Linked DNA regions of Ovis aries: region 1 is linked to region 2. A link is a contact called in public Hi-C data. All regions are on one chromosome and are shown on one strand. Each heading gives the region's core, a stretch centred on a gene start, on an enhancer-like site or on the middle of the called end of the contact. The rest is flanking DNA. Distances are from core to core; before and after follow the strand shown.

Region 1 (6,248 bases), core at 3,516-6,015, 110 kb before region 2:
TAATGAAACCTGGCATAAATTGATTATTAGTAACTTAACCATTGAAACAGATAGGAAGGCTAAAGCATATGAACAAACATTATATTATTGTGAATTAACAATTTTTTTAGCATTTTTCATAAGAGACTTGTGATCATTAATCTACTATAAAAGTCCTTCATTAGACTTACCCTATATGCCTTGTTTTTTTCCCCCAATGACAATTTGCTTTGGTGATGTCAAACTCAGTAAGATAAACACAGTTCTTCGATCACAAAATATGCCCCAGATTTGTTAAAAAAAAAAAAAAAACCAACCTCACCATCTGCCAATGCACTGCATGTTGGAGACTCACAATATTTAATAAAAAGCAAGAGGCTGGGTTTCTAATTCTTTGCCTTTCCAGGAAAAAAAGAAACCTAAATACACTTTTCTTAACACAAGTTCCCCAACCAAAAGTGCTAACAAGAAAAAGACTATGAGAGATTACACATTTAAATATAATCTCCCTGGTTTAGGGAACTCAGAAATCACTTAACATAATTTAATTTCCATACCATTGACACACGATCTGGCCTAGATCGGAATTCCTCCTGGATCCATTTACATCTTAGACAGTTCACAGACTTCCCCCCCCCATAACACCCGTGCCCACTAGATGGTGCTGTGGTGCCCTGTTCAAACATTTTCACTTACTTGCAGTCTCTGTCTTCCAAATCGAAGTGAGGGTTGAAGTTAATCATAATTCTCTGGTACGGGTCCGGAGCCTGAATCAGCCATTCACATTTTTCACTTGGGTGATAAGAGTGAGGATAACCAGGAGATGTAAGGTACCCTGGGCTTTCAATTTTTATAGTATCGCCACACTTATCTGCAATAAAATTAACATTTTAGTACTAGATGGTTCCCTGTACAACCAGTTAGGTATTCTAGTTTTACACATCAATGACAGGTTATTAAACATTCCATAAGTTTTTAAGGGGAGCTCCAAGAGGTGCCTGCAGGTCCTTCAGGTGGCATTGATAGCAACATGCCTCCAAAGAAGGCTCTTTGATCTCAGGAAGTTGGTTCAGGAGGACTTAGAGCTGAAAGGGCTCCATCCCCACCTCCCACAAAGTTCCCTCCCAAGAAAAAGGTCTTCCAGCATTAAAAACATTAAGTCCTCAATGGATGTTAACATGGTCCCCAGGGAGCTTCTGCTAGACTTAATTATACCCCCAGAAGTGTAATCACATTAAGTAGCAAGTTCTAAGTGAAGGCGACTAAAAGATGCTATTCCACCCCTTGTGTTGCTGTTTGATGATAAGCCTGGTCTGTGTCATTGATCAGTGAGCATTGTCATCCAGGACTTCAACTGGCTTAAAGCCAAACCCTTTTTGTTGTTGTCTTATCTGCCTGTAAATCTAAGTGATTTTGAGTTATCTCTGGTCTTTGAGATCCAGAGCATCAGGGAACAAAGTAGATGTGCTGAAGCAGAAATAATTCAGCTCTACTGCTCCTAGGAAAGTTGCTCAGTTTTGGAGACCAGATCAAAGTAACTGGGCAGAAAGAAAAATAAATAGCTACACAGATTAATTCTAATTACCTACATGTTGGAAAAAACTCCCCCACATGGAGGTCTGGGTATCACAGATGGTGATCTACACCCTTACATTTTAGAAAAGGTGAGCTAGCTACTTTTGACCTTCCTTAAAAAAAACAAAACAATAAAACCCAAACCTGAAGTGATTCACTGAGAGCCAAAGAAACCAGTCTTTGGGCAGCTTTATTGTTCAGTATGGACCCTCACTGTCACTTTTTATGATGGATTTCATATTAGAGAGTCTCAGCCTGAAAGGCTGCCACATTTATTGATGCTTAATTTTGAGCAATAAAAATTCGGTGCATAAGCTATGTAAGAGGAACAGGTATGAAAGCAGTGAAACATATAAGCCTATCAATCACAAATTTTCAGTAATGGTATATATAGATTTTAATATTGCATCTAATAGATTCCCTGTGGAAAAAGAATGGCATTCTTTGCTCTCAGCATGAATTTATAAATCTACAGAATTTTATTACAGGAAAACCAGGTCAAATGGAAATGAAAGATGAAGTGCACATCAAAAATGCATAAAGCTACATGCATTACAGAAATCATTTCCCATAAATTAAAAGAGAAGACAATATAAATTACTTTGTTTTTCTCAGTTGCTAGATGTTTCTGACTTTGTTTCTTAGACTGTTGGGGGGCGGGGGTAGCCTTATAAGGGTTTCCTCTGCCTTAGCTTTTAGAAGCTTAAGGTTTGCCAAGAAGAAATGGTGTTGTAACTGGAGTTCAGAATCTCAGCTAATGATCATACTGGACTCTGTTATGTTATTCTGCAGAGGCTCTTGCATTATTTTAAATGTGCAGAAAACTTGGAAAGCAACCCCATCTCATTAAGTCTCCTCCAGCTCTGTACAAACATCATGGCAGTGTCTGGCATCTGTTAAGGAGTGAAATAAAACAGCACTGCTTGTAGCCACTCGACAGAGTCACTTCAGAAGACATTTAGGTGGACTCAGTACCACACCAGAGCTCTTTAATCTGTGACTTCTGAGAAAGTGACAGTGTAATAAGATAATGCGGACTCCTAGACTCCCTGGCTCTGTTAAATCTCTCTAACACTTGATTAAGAACGAGCAGTTTCTAATGATTCTGGACCATTAGTCCTAAATAAGGTTAATGAATTAATTTAGCAGACACTGGTACTCCAAGGAGGTGGACATGGCTGGGAAAGGTCTGCTGAGCTAGAGGCATTAACTGGCTTTGGTCACTGTTAAGTATAGCAACATAGGTTTAACCAGTCAAGTCACTGACTGCAGCTTAGGGTCTCAGCATTCCCCAGATTTCTGCTAAGAAAACTGGGAAGTATGTGTATCTCTCATGTATGTATATACACACACACATATGCACACACACACACAGACATACATATGGAGTTCACAGCCTAAAGTCTGAAAGCTATTGGCATTGGATTTCAAATCCATCCTATGAACACCCGCCACCGTGGAAGCAGATGTTGTTACTGTAATTTCTAAAGTCTAACCATTGGAGCTCTTTCAATTGGAGGTGAGTGTTATTTCATTCCCTGCCAGACTAGAGAAGGATGCCATCATCTGAGGTTCATTAATAAATTGAACTCTACATTCACAATTGTATGTGTTTTGCTTCCAAGCATATCTTTTAGAACACTGCTTGGTAGCTGCTCGGGAAATCTATTGCTTCAATCAGGAAACCTCTAAAAAGCATATTAGAGAGATTAACGCCCATCATAAAGATGTGATTTAAATTCCTCTCGGTATGAACCCCTCCACTTGTGGTCTCTTATTAAAACAATATACCACGGGTAAGTAGCGGATGGGCTCTCTTAATTACTCTGATTGAAATCTAAGCCAGGCTAAAGTAAATATTTGATAATTAGTTAATAATAATTGCTGAAGACTTACTGTAAAGATAATGTCACCCGCCCCCTTGCTTCCACCTACTTTACAGTGTAAGTTGAACATGCCTACAACCAGATCCCATTTTAAAACACATTATTTACGTTACAGGATACTGCTTCTAACCCAGCACGGTCTTCCATTTACTTAACACTGAGTGGTTTTAAAAGCTAAGTGGAAGCTGCAACTAGGTTAGGGGATTTTCACATATCCTGGTGCCTTACAGCGTGTGTATCAGATTCCTTTATTGACACGATATAACTTTCATTCATACTCCAGACGGAGCAGGGCTGGTTTGAAAAAGCGGAGGAGGGACTAACACCCACCCGCAAACCGCTATCTCCTGCGGGCACCCACCAGAGGAATCAGTTCTGGGGAGCTGTCGGAGAATCAGGAAGTGCTCCCGGTAAAGTGTTCATTAACTTTCAACAGCCATCATATTTTTGAAAGGGAGTCTCCTCTAATTGCCTTGGGGAGGAAACATTATTAAGATAATTGGTGCGCTGATCTGGGAAGGTAGGGCGCTCAGCCTCGTAGCAGAGGTGGGAAAAACCCCATGGCCAAACAACCAACTTCAGGAGGGAGTCAGAGGACGTGAAATCTCCCTGCCCTACCTACAACGACTAATCTTATTTCTTTATTTCTCCGTCTGGCTAAAAGTTTCCTTCACCGGGAGGCGGCTCTCCCCGGTGGGTCCCGGCAGCTCGGAGCGGGCAGCCGGGAACCGGGTTCACCCCCGCGGCCGCGCGCCTCCGCCTGTCACTTACCGTTGCGAAAAGCGCCGGCCGCGCCGAGGACCAGGGCTAGCGCGGCGCACAGGAGCTGCAGCCCCTTCTCCATCCTCCCTTCGCCAGGTCTCCGGGGCGAACGCGGGAGAACCGAACGTGCGGGGAAAACAGAGCACCGGGGCGATCTCCACGATCCGGAGCGCTTTCACTCCTCCCGGAGCTGTAAAATCCTCAGACCGTTTTGGAGAAAGAAAAGCGTTGAGGCAATGCCTTGATCCGAGAGAAACGCTCCTCTTTTTGTGTCTCAAGTCGCCTGCATCCTGTCATTTAGCTCCGGTTTCCTCTCTCTTTTCCCACACTTGTTCCTCTTCCAGGAGCCGCTGCCCGGGCCATGTCTCAAAAAAAAAAAAAAAAAAAAAAAAACGTAGGGGGTGTGGGAGGGGGAGGAGGGACGTAGAGAAACACACACCAACGCCAATTTCCAGAAAGAAAGAAAAAAAAAAAAATCCGGCTTGATTCTGGACCCGTTGGATCCGGGGAGCTGGCGCCCAAGGGAGGTCGGGGTGTCTGCGCGAAGAGGAGCAAGCAATGAAAAGATGAGCGGGAGACGAAGGAGTTTCACCAACTGCACCCCCGCCTCCCCCACTGCCTCCTCCCCTCCCCTTCTGGAGCCCTTCCCTCGCTTCCCCCCGCCCCTCTCCCCGCACAGGCTCGCCAGCGATTGCCTGACAAGAGACGGGGAGGAACAAGTTTCTCTCCCTGAACGTTCCCCGTCCGTCTGTCCGTCTCTCCCACAAGCCCTGCTGGGATCTTCCCCGGCAGGGAGGCGCCGGGACTCCGTGCCCAGGGCCGAGTGCCGGATGTGTTTGCGGGGGTACCGGGCGTCGAGGTCGGTGGCAGCGCCAGGGTCGGGCTAGCCCATCTCGGCATGCTCGCTCGGGCCCCCGGGGGAGAGCGGGCAGTTCCGCTAAGATTTTGGGGGGTCGGCCGCCGGAGACAGGCAGCGCGCCCGGGAGGTGGCGGCTGCTTCTCCCAACTCCGAAACCCTCGGGAGGCGCCCGAGACGTGACCTGGGGTCGTGACCTGGGGCAGGAGCAGCAGGGCGCCCCTGGACGTTGCGGATCAGGCCCGAAGGGGCCGAGGAAAGGGGCTGGGGTTGGGGACGCACCCCGGAGCCGGGCGAGAGTCGGCAGTATCGCTGCCACGCAGAGCCGAGTCAGTAGACTCACGCAGACTAGGCTGTGCTGCAGCCCCGCCCGGCCTGCCTGCCCCGTATCGGGGCGCGCGGCTGGGCGCCTGGCGAGCCCGGGTGTCTGCCGCGCGCCGCGGGCTCCATTGTTGCCGAAGATCTGATGTCCTCTTCTCCCGGCCAGAGGGGACGCCGAAGGGTGGAAGGTGGTGAGCCTTCCAGCTAGGGGGCAGTCGTTGCCCGACCCCACCCAGCCGGCTTATTCGGAGCCCAGGTGCTCGGGGTTTGGAAATGAGGGGTCCAGCGGTCGGGGCTCCTGTGCATCACCGGGGAGCAGGAACAGTGGCGGGGGCGGGGGCGGGGTGTTGCTCTTGGCCGGGCTCTCACGGTGCCCGCTCCGGCTACAGGCGGTTGTCACGCCGGCCCACCCCCGCCTCCCACTGCAGCGCGTCCTCAGTGGGCTCTGGATGCCCCCCAGTTCGGTCCCCGAAGGGTTTTCCGGGAAGTGCTGCAGAAAGCCTCTGCAGATAGGAATAGCAAGGACATTTCAGGGACCAAACAGGTTTTGGCTACGGATCAGGCCCTTGAGAAGGTAAATGCCCAGGGACCCCTCCGAAGGAGTTCGTGGGGAAGGTGAAAAGGTCAGCCGCCTTCTGGGAACGGCGTTTCTGCACACACCCGAAAGCAGAGCCTTAGTCCTACCTGGCGCAAAGAGCTGGCAAAAGAGATTTAGGAATGTTGGCAGGAAGACTCTGGTCAAAGGTTTTGGCGGAAGAACTAGGGGCGGGACGCGAGGAAGGCGGCCCAGCGCGCGCGGGCCCTGGTGAGGGCTCGGCTCTAGCGGGTGGCGGCTGGACGCGGTGGCGCGCCCCGGCTGGGGTACAGAC
Region 2 (5,906 bases), core at 744-3,243:
TGAAAAGGAAACTCATTCTTTTGTACAAAAGGACAAAAGAGCAGGTGAAGAAGTAAATGGGTAAAATTCCCATCTCCAGGAAGGAGAAACTGAAATGCTGTCACCTATGTGTGTACATGTCTTCCTGAGAAGACAGTTCAGCTGCTCAGTCGTGTCCGACTCTTTGCGACCCCATGGACTGCAGCACGCCAGGCCTCCCTGTTCATCACCAACTCCCAGAGTTTACTCAAACTCATGTCCATTGAGTCGGTGATGCCATCCAATTATCTCATCCTCTGTCATCCCCTTCTCCTCCTGCCTTTAATCTCTCCCAGCATCAGGGTCTTTTCTAATGAGTCAGTTCTTCACATCAGGCGGCCAAAGTATCGGAGCTTCAGCTTCAGCATCAGTCCTTACAGTGAATATTCAGGACTGACTTCCTTCAGGATTGACTGGCTGGATCTCCTTGCAGTCCAAGGGACTCTCAAGAGTCTTCTCCAACACTGCAGTTCAAAAGCATCAGTTCTTCGGTGCTCAGATTTCTTTATGGTCCAACTCTTACATCCACATATGACTACTGGAAAGAAAGTAGGGTGTGATATTCCTTCTAGAAGCCAACACCTTGAAAATGTTCTCCGCTATAGTATTTAGAACCTGTTGGCCCTTTCCCATCCACTTGTATCTCCAGAAGTCACCCCCCGGGCGTTGGGTATGAACAGATGCACTGAAGTGCTGCATTTCTTTGTTCAAACTGAGAGATTGCTGACTTGCCCCCCTTTCCTCCTCAAAGCAACCCCTCTTTCCCTTTTCCTTCGTGTTAGAGTGCCAGGGGCTTATCAGGGTTTGTTTATCCACTTTTATGACAACTGCATTTCACTCCCCTTCAAAGTCTTCTTTAAAAGAAAGAGGAGAGGAAATAAAAAAAAAGAGGAGGGAATTTCCTGGCAGGCTAGTGGTTACAACTCTAGACTTTCACTGCCAACGGTCCAGGTTGGATCCCTGGTCAGGGAACTAAGTGTATATGTATCACTTATATATGTATACACTTATACATATATATATATGTATAATAACCATAGTGTGTTCCATTGTTTAACTGTTATCGTATTGCTGGATATTTCCTTCTAAGATGTCAGTGTTATAAAGAACGCTGCAGTGATTCTCCTTGTATGTATATATGCAAGTATTATTGATTCTAGTTACTGAGGATGAACTTTCAGTAGTGGAGTTGCTGGTTATGAGTTTGTACTTTTTAAGGACGTTGATTTTGGGGACCAGCTTGGAAAAAATCAAAATGTCAAAGATCCAACCTTCTCAAAAATCTCTGCCTCTTTAAAAATTTGAATCACTTCTTTTCTGAAAGATATCACCACAAAATGGTTATTAGACTCCAAAACTGCAAGCACTGATGCCAGATAATCCATTTCAGTAATGAGATGCCCAGTGCTGTTTTCAGCATTTGTATGAATTGAAGGTCATGGGTAGTGAGAGCGAGGTCCTCTCTCCTGAAGCATCTTATTCACCTTGGAAAGGCTGCAGTGCCTGTGGGGAAGCTGAGAGCAGCAGTGGGACACTATTATTAAAATCTCCTAATTGTTTAAAAAGCCATTTGGGATAAATGGAGTAGGTTTACTTTTCTTTCATTAATGTCCCTGGGCAGACTATAGAGAAGAAAGTCACAACTTCATTGCTTTTGGCCAAAGGCCATTGCAGTACTTCCAGATGGAGAACAAAACAGGTACAGAGTGTTCTTCAGAAAAGGTTGTAAACTTGTAGACAGAACAGAATTAGCGTATACTTCTTAGTGCGCTAACACACAGTACTTTGGTATTAGTTTTCTGAAGAGAATGTCAGATCAATATACTACCATGTCAAATGGACTATGATGTCTAAAATAGCTTTATATCTGGCTTTAGAAGGAGCTAGTGAGCAAAACAGAGAAAAGAAGGTACATGGAGTTCTGTGTTGGACTATCAGTAACTTAACATCTACGGAACAGGTCTAGATAACATTTCGGATAAATTACACTGATAAACCTCTGGAATTATCCAAAATACATGTGACAGAAGTCTAGGGTAATAGGAAACAAGTGCCTGCCATAATTCAGTGTAAGAAATACTATTTGGGTTAAGCTCCTTACATTGTGTAGATTTGTCTAAGCCACAGAAATGAATGCACCTTCATTTCTTATCATTTTTTTAATGTAGCAAAATTGAAATAGAGCAGTATTCACAGGGGAGAGTATCTTGAAGGTCACAACAATGTGAAGAAGCTGGCTGTGGAGTGTGTCAGCTGAATAACCCATGGAGTCTGGAGGAATAGGACTGGATTTCTTCCATGGAGCTGGCCTGGCAAATTCCCATGAAATTAGGTCACTAGGCAAACGTTCCAGGGCTGGCAGCATACTTATGATTCTCAATCTCCCTTCTATGTTGTTAAAAAAAAAGTCTTTGGCACTTAGAAATTCTGCTACGGCAGTATCTGAAATAACAGAATGGTTTGAAGGGACACTAGATGAATACTAAATACAAGGAAGATATAGAGTTTAGAGAGAGTCCTGAGACTTGAGAGAGCAGCTTAGCTACTGAGGCTAAGGGGTGAATTCAGAAGCTAATCAATCAACCAATTAACAAGCATTTATTGAGATTGTACAAGGAGCCCAATACTATAGCAAACAGAGATGCTGAGAAGTGCAGGACCTGCATCGGGCGCTGCCTCTAGTTCATTTGGAGATTCAGGAACAGCCGAACCAGGGCTACCACACCAAAAAACATCCACCTGGCCCACTTGGGTGCACATTCAGAAGATGACTTAAAGATAAATGAAGTAATTTGTTGGTCAGTAGCCAGTGTATTAAGTCATAAGGCTCATAACCTTCTTATACCTCAGATCTCAAGTTCTGTTCTTTGACACACATTTTTCTGGCACATTTACTTCAAAAAATCTCTAAACAAATATGAATTCTAAACACTCAGAAACCCAAGAATGTCTAAGTCATTTTCCCCAGCCAACAGTGCAGATGTAACAGCTTTCCTCTGGCTGTCAAGTGTTTGTTTGAAAATCTAAGAGATACTTTTTAGCTTAGGTAGCTGGGCATCACTCATTTACAAGTAATGGTACAGCTTTCCCTGGAAGAACAAAAGCTTGCCTGGGTAACTGAGTGTCCGTTCCCTGCACAGTGTCTGAAGGAACCACTCACTGGTCCCTCCAGGCTGTGGTCATTAACTTCAGTGCTTGGAAAGGTGACCTGTGTGCTTCCAACAATGGATGAAAGTTGTCTTTCATAATCAATAGAGGAAAAGGTAAGGAAAGTCTACTTCCTGTTGCAGCAACAAAGGCCCAAGTAGCCTTTATCATTTGCCAGTTCCATTGATGATTTTCCAGTTGTTGGTTTTTATGTGGGGGAAACCAATACATGTCAAGATACTTATCACCTGCTCCAGTGGCCTGTGATCAATACACTTAGAACATCAATGATGACAATGCACAAGTATTTTCTTTAAAGATTCTAAACTGTCTTTTAAAAAAATCTAAACTGTGTATTTTTTTTTTAATCTAGTGAAAAACTAGTAGACATTAGCAATTCTTGGTTAAAAGACTGAAAATCGTGCAGCTAGAGAATTAGTCTTGCAGTGAGTGAAATACTATAACTTGATTTTCATACTCTTAGTTCATCACATTGACAGCGGATTTTTACATTTCTTATGACTTTTTGATTATTTCTTTCTATCAGTTTAAGGAATTCTAAACTTCACATTGCAAACTTAATTATTTTTAGGAAGAGCTTTATGTCACAAATGACTGACTGCTTATCTATAATATGCAGAAAGACTAATCTTATTTGGAAAGAACCAAAAGGATCCACTAAATTACGGATAAAGCATGAATTGTTTTATGCCTAATTATAAAAATAATGAGCAAAATATCAAAGAAATTTGTTTGGGGAAGTCTAGTTAAAAAAATTTAAAAAGCCACAGATTTCCCTAATAGGACTTTGGAAGTAATTGTATTCTTAATTTCATGGGAAAATCATTTCATTACTATTAATATGTTTAATTCTCAAAAGTTAGTTGTGATATTTTTAGTGTAAGCTTGTTTAGAAAATACAGGCAGAGTGATATAATTCATATGTGAATTTTACTGGTTCCCCAAGAAAGCAAAAATAAACAGTAATACTAATTTCAGATAAGAATAAGGATATCTAGATTCTTTGTGCACTACTGCTGAGCAATCTCTGGCAAATTAATTTTCTGGAAATTGATTTCCACATCTATTAAATAAAGAGGCCAGAAGCAGATCACTCCTGACAATAATCCCGAGATATATTCTAAAAAAATTATGTTCCCTGGGCAAATGAATTTGGAAATCATTTTACTTTGTGTCCCCTGTAGGATGTTCACAATCCTGTGGTAAAGGAACTTGCTTATTTTTGTTTTTGCCAAAATTCCCCCAAATGCTTGGCCACAGACTTCTTCTGTTTTCTTTGCATAACAATTAGCATACTTGGAAGCACTTTGAGAAACCCTGCCCAGATGATCTACAGGGTGCGCTCCAGATCCCACATGGTGCTATCTAATGTAATTCAAGTCAAGACAATGAAAAGCTGAGCCTCACTCTTCTTTCAAGAGCAAAAATTGGAATCTGTGTGTGTGTTAAACTCCTATTGTTCTTCCCAACGATATCTTACTAGTCCCACTTTTTTAGTTTCCATGAGCACCAAATACATATTCTAAATGCCCTGGATCACAGTTTTCTATGCCACTGAGACTTCTGAGACCCTGTCAAGTTGCCTTAAGTAAGTTAATGAAAGTGAAGTCACTCAGTCGTGTCCGACTCTTTGTGACCCTGTGGACTGCAGCCCACCAGGCTCCTCCATCCATGGGATTCTCCAGGCAAGAGTACTGGAGTGGCTTGCCATCAGTAGGTTAAGCCTTACTCAATTAAGAAACAAATTTTAAAAACCACAGAAAGGACAAATGGCTATAGTCCTGGACATCCAAACCAAATTGTACTTCCCAAATCATGGTAGCATAGTGTTGGTTGCATTTACTCAATGAACACTTAGTGAAGGTATGTTACATCACAACATTATGACAGATTCTCTCAAGTAGTGAAGAAGAAATGCTCCCATATTTTAAAGGAGAATTTTTGTGTGGCAGGAGATAATATTAGTTATATAAAATGCCAAAACCCCCAATCACTACTGTTTTTATTAAGGCTATAGATCATGTTCCATGTGCTCAGTTGCTCGATCGTATCCAACTCTTTGAGACCCCGTGGACTGTAGCCCGTCAGGCTCCTCTGTCCATGGATTTTCCAGGCAAGAATACTGGAGTGGGTTGCCATTTCCTTCTTCAGGGGATCTTCCTGACCCAGGAATCAAACCTCTACCGCTCTTGTCTACTGCACTGGCAGACGCAGCCTTTACCACTGAGTCACCTGGGAAGCCCCCGTATTTTGTGGCAGATATACTATGTATACATTTTCATTTATCTTTTTAAAAAACTCTGAAAGCATAGATTCTATTGTTATTCTGTGTTTACAATGAGGAAACTAAGAGAGAATGATCTGTTCAAGGGCACACAACTGCCAAATGGCAGAGGATTCAGACGCGGTTTACGTAAGTCTAGCCCCCCTGACCTTTCAAATCAGGCTTAAATGTGAGAATGTACTCAGAAAGGAAGGGATTAATGAGCTGGAGAAATGATGCTGGGAGAAGAGGATTAGTTGATAGAACTGGATTCATAGGTAGGATCATATCAAGTTTGCCAGGAGGCTGAGTTGACCTTGGCCAAAAAAAAAAAAAAAAAAAAAAATTGGATAGCTCTTTCTCTGATACAGGAATAAAAAAGATATGGATGAAAGAGGAGACAGATCAGAAGTGTCAGGAGAAAAAAGCCTTCTAGACTCATTCCTTTGTCACATAA

The links. Hi-C and Micro-C count contacts between places; a contact is called where the count stands out from the background.
Region 1: a Hi-C map of tail adipose tissue shows a contact between it and region 2, with 2.3 times the contacts expected there. The contact joins the promoter of NRP1 here to the enhancer-like site in region 2. A contact is called at or near these places in 2 of 16 Hi-C or Micro-C datasets (muscle and tail adipose tissue).

Annotation. Positions count from the first base shown.
Region 1 is chr13:18,965,847-18,972,094 of ARS-UI_Ramb_v3.0, reverse strand. NRP1 (neuropilin 1) reads right to left here and starts at 4,765. Exons shown (of 17, transcript XM_027976579.3): 1 at 4,212-4,765; 2 at 676-850. The coding sequence starts at 4,284.
Region 2 is chr13:18,856,593-18,862,498 of ARS-UI_Ramb_v3.0, reverse strand. No RefSeq gene overlaps it. Among named protein-coding and RNA genes, the nearest start is that of NRP1, 110 kb to the left of the region's middle. Within about 2 kb of position 1,993, at least 4 of the 54 cell types and tissues checked have an H3K27ac peak or open chromatin away from gene starts, as enhancers often do. A contact at or near this core is called in tail adipose tissue, where this site is marked.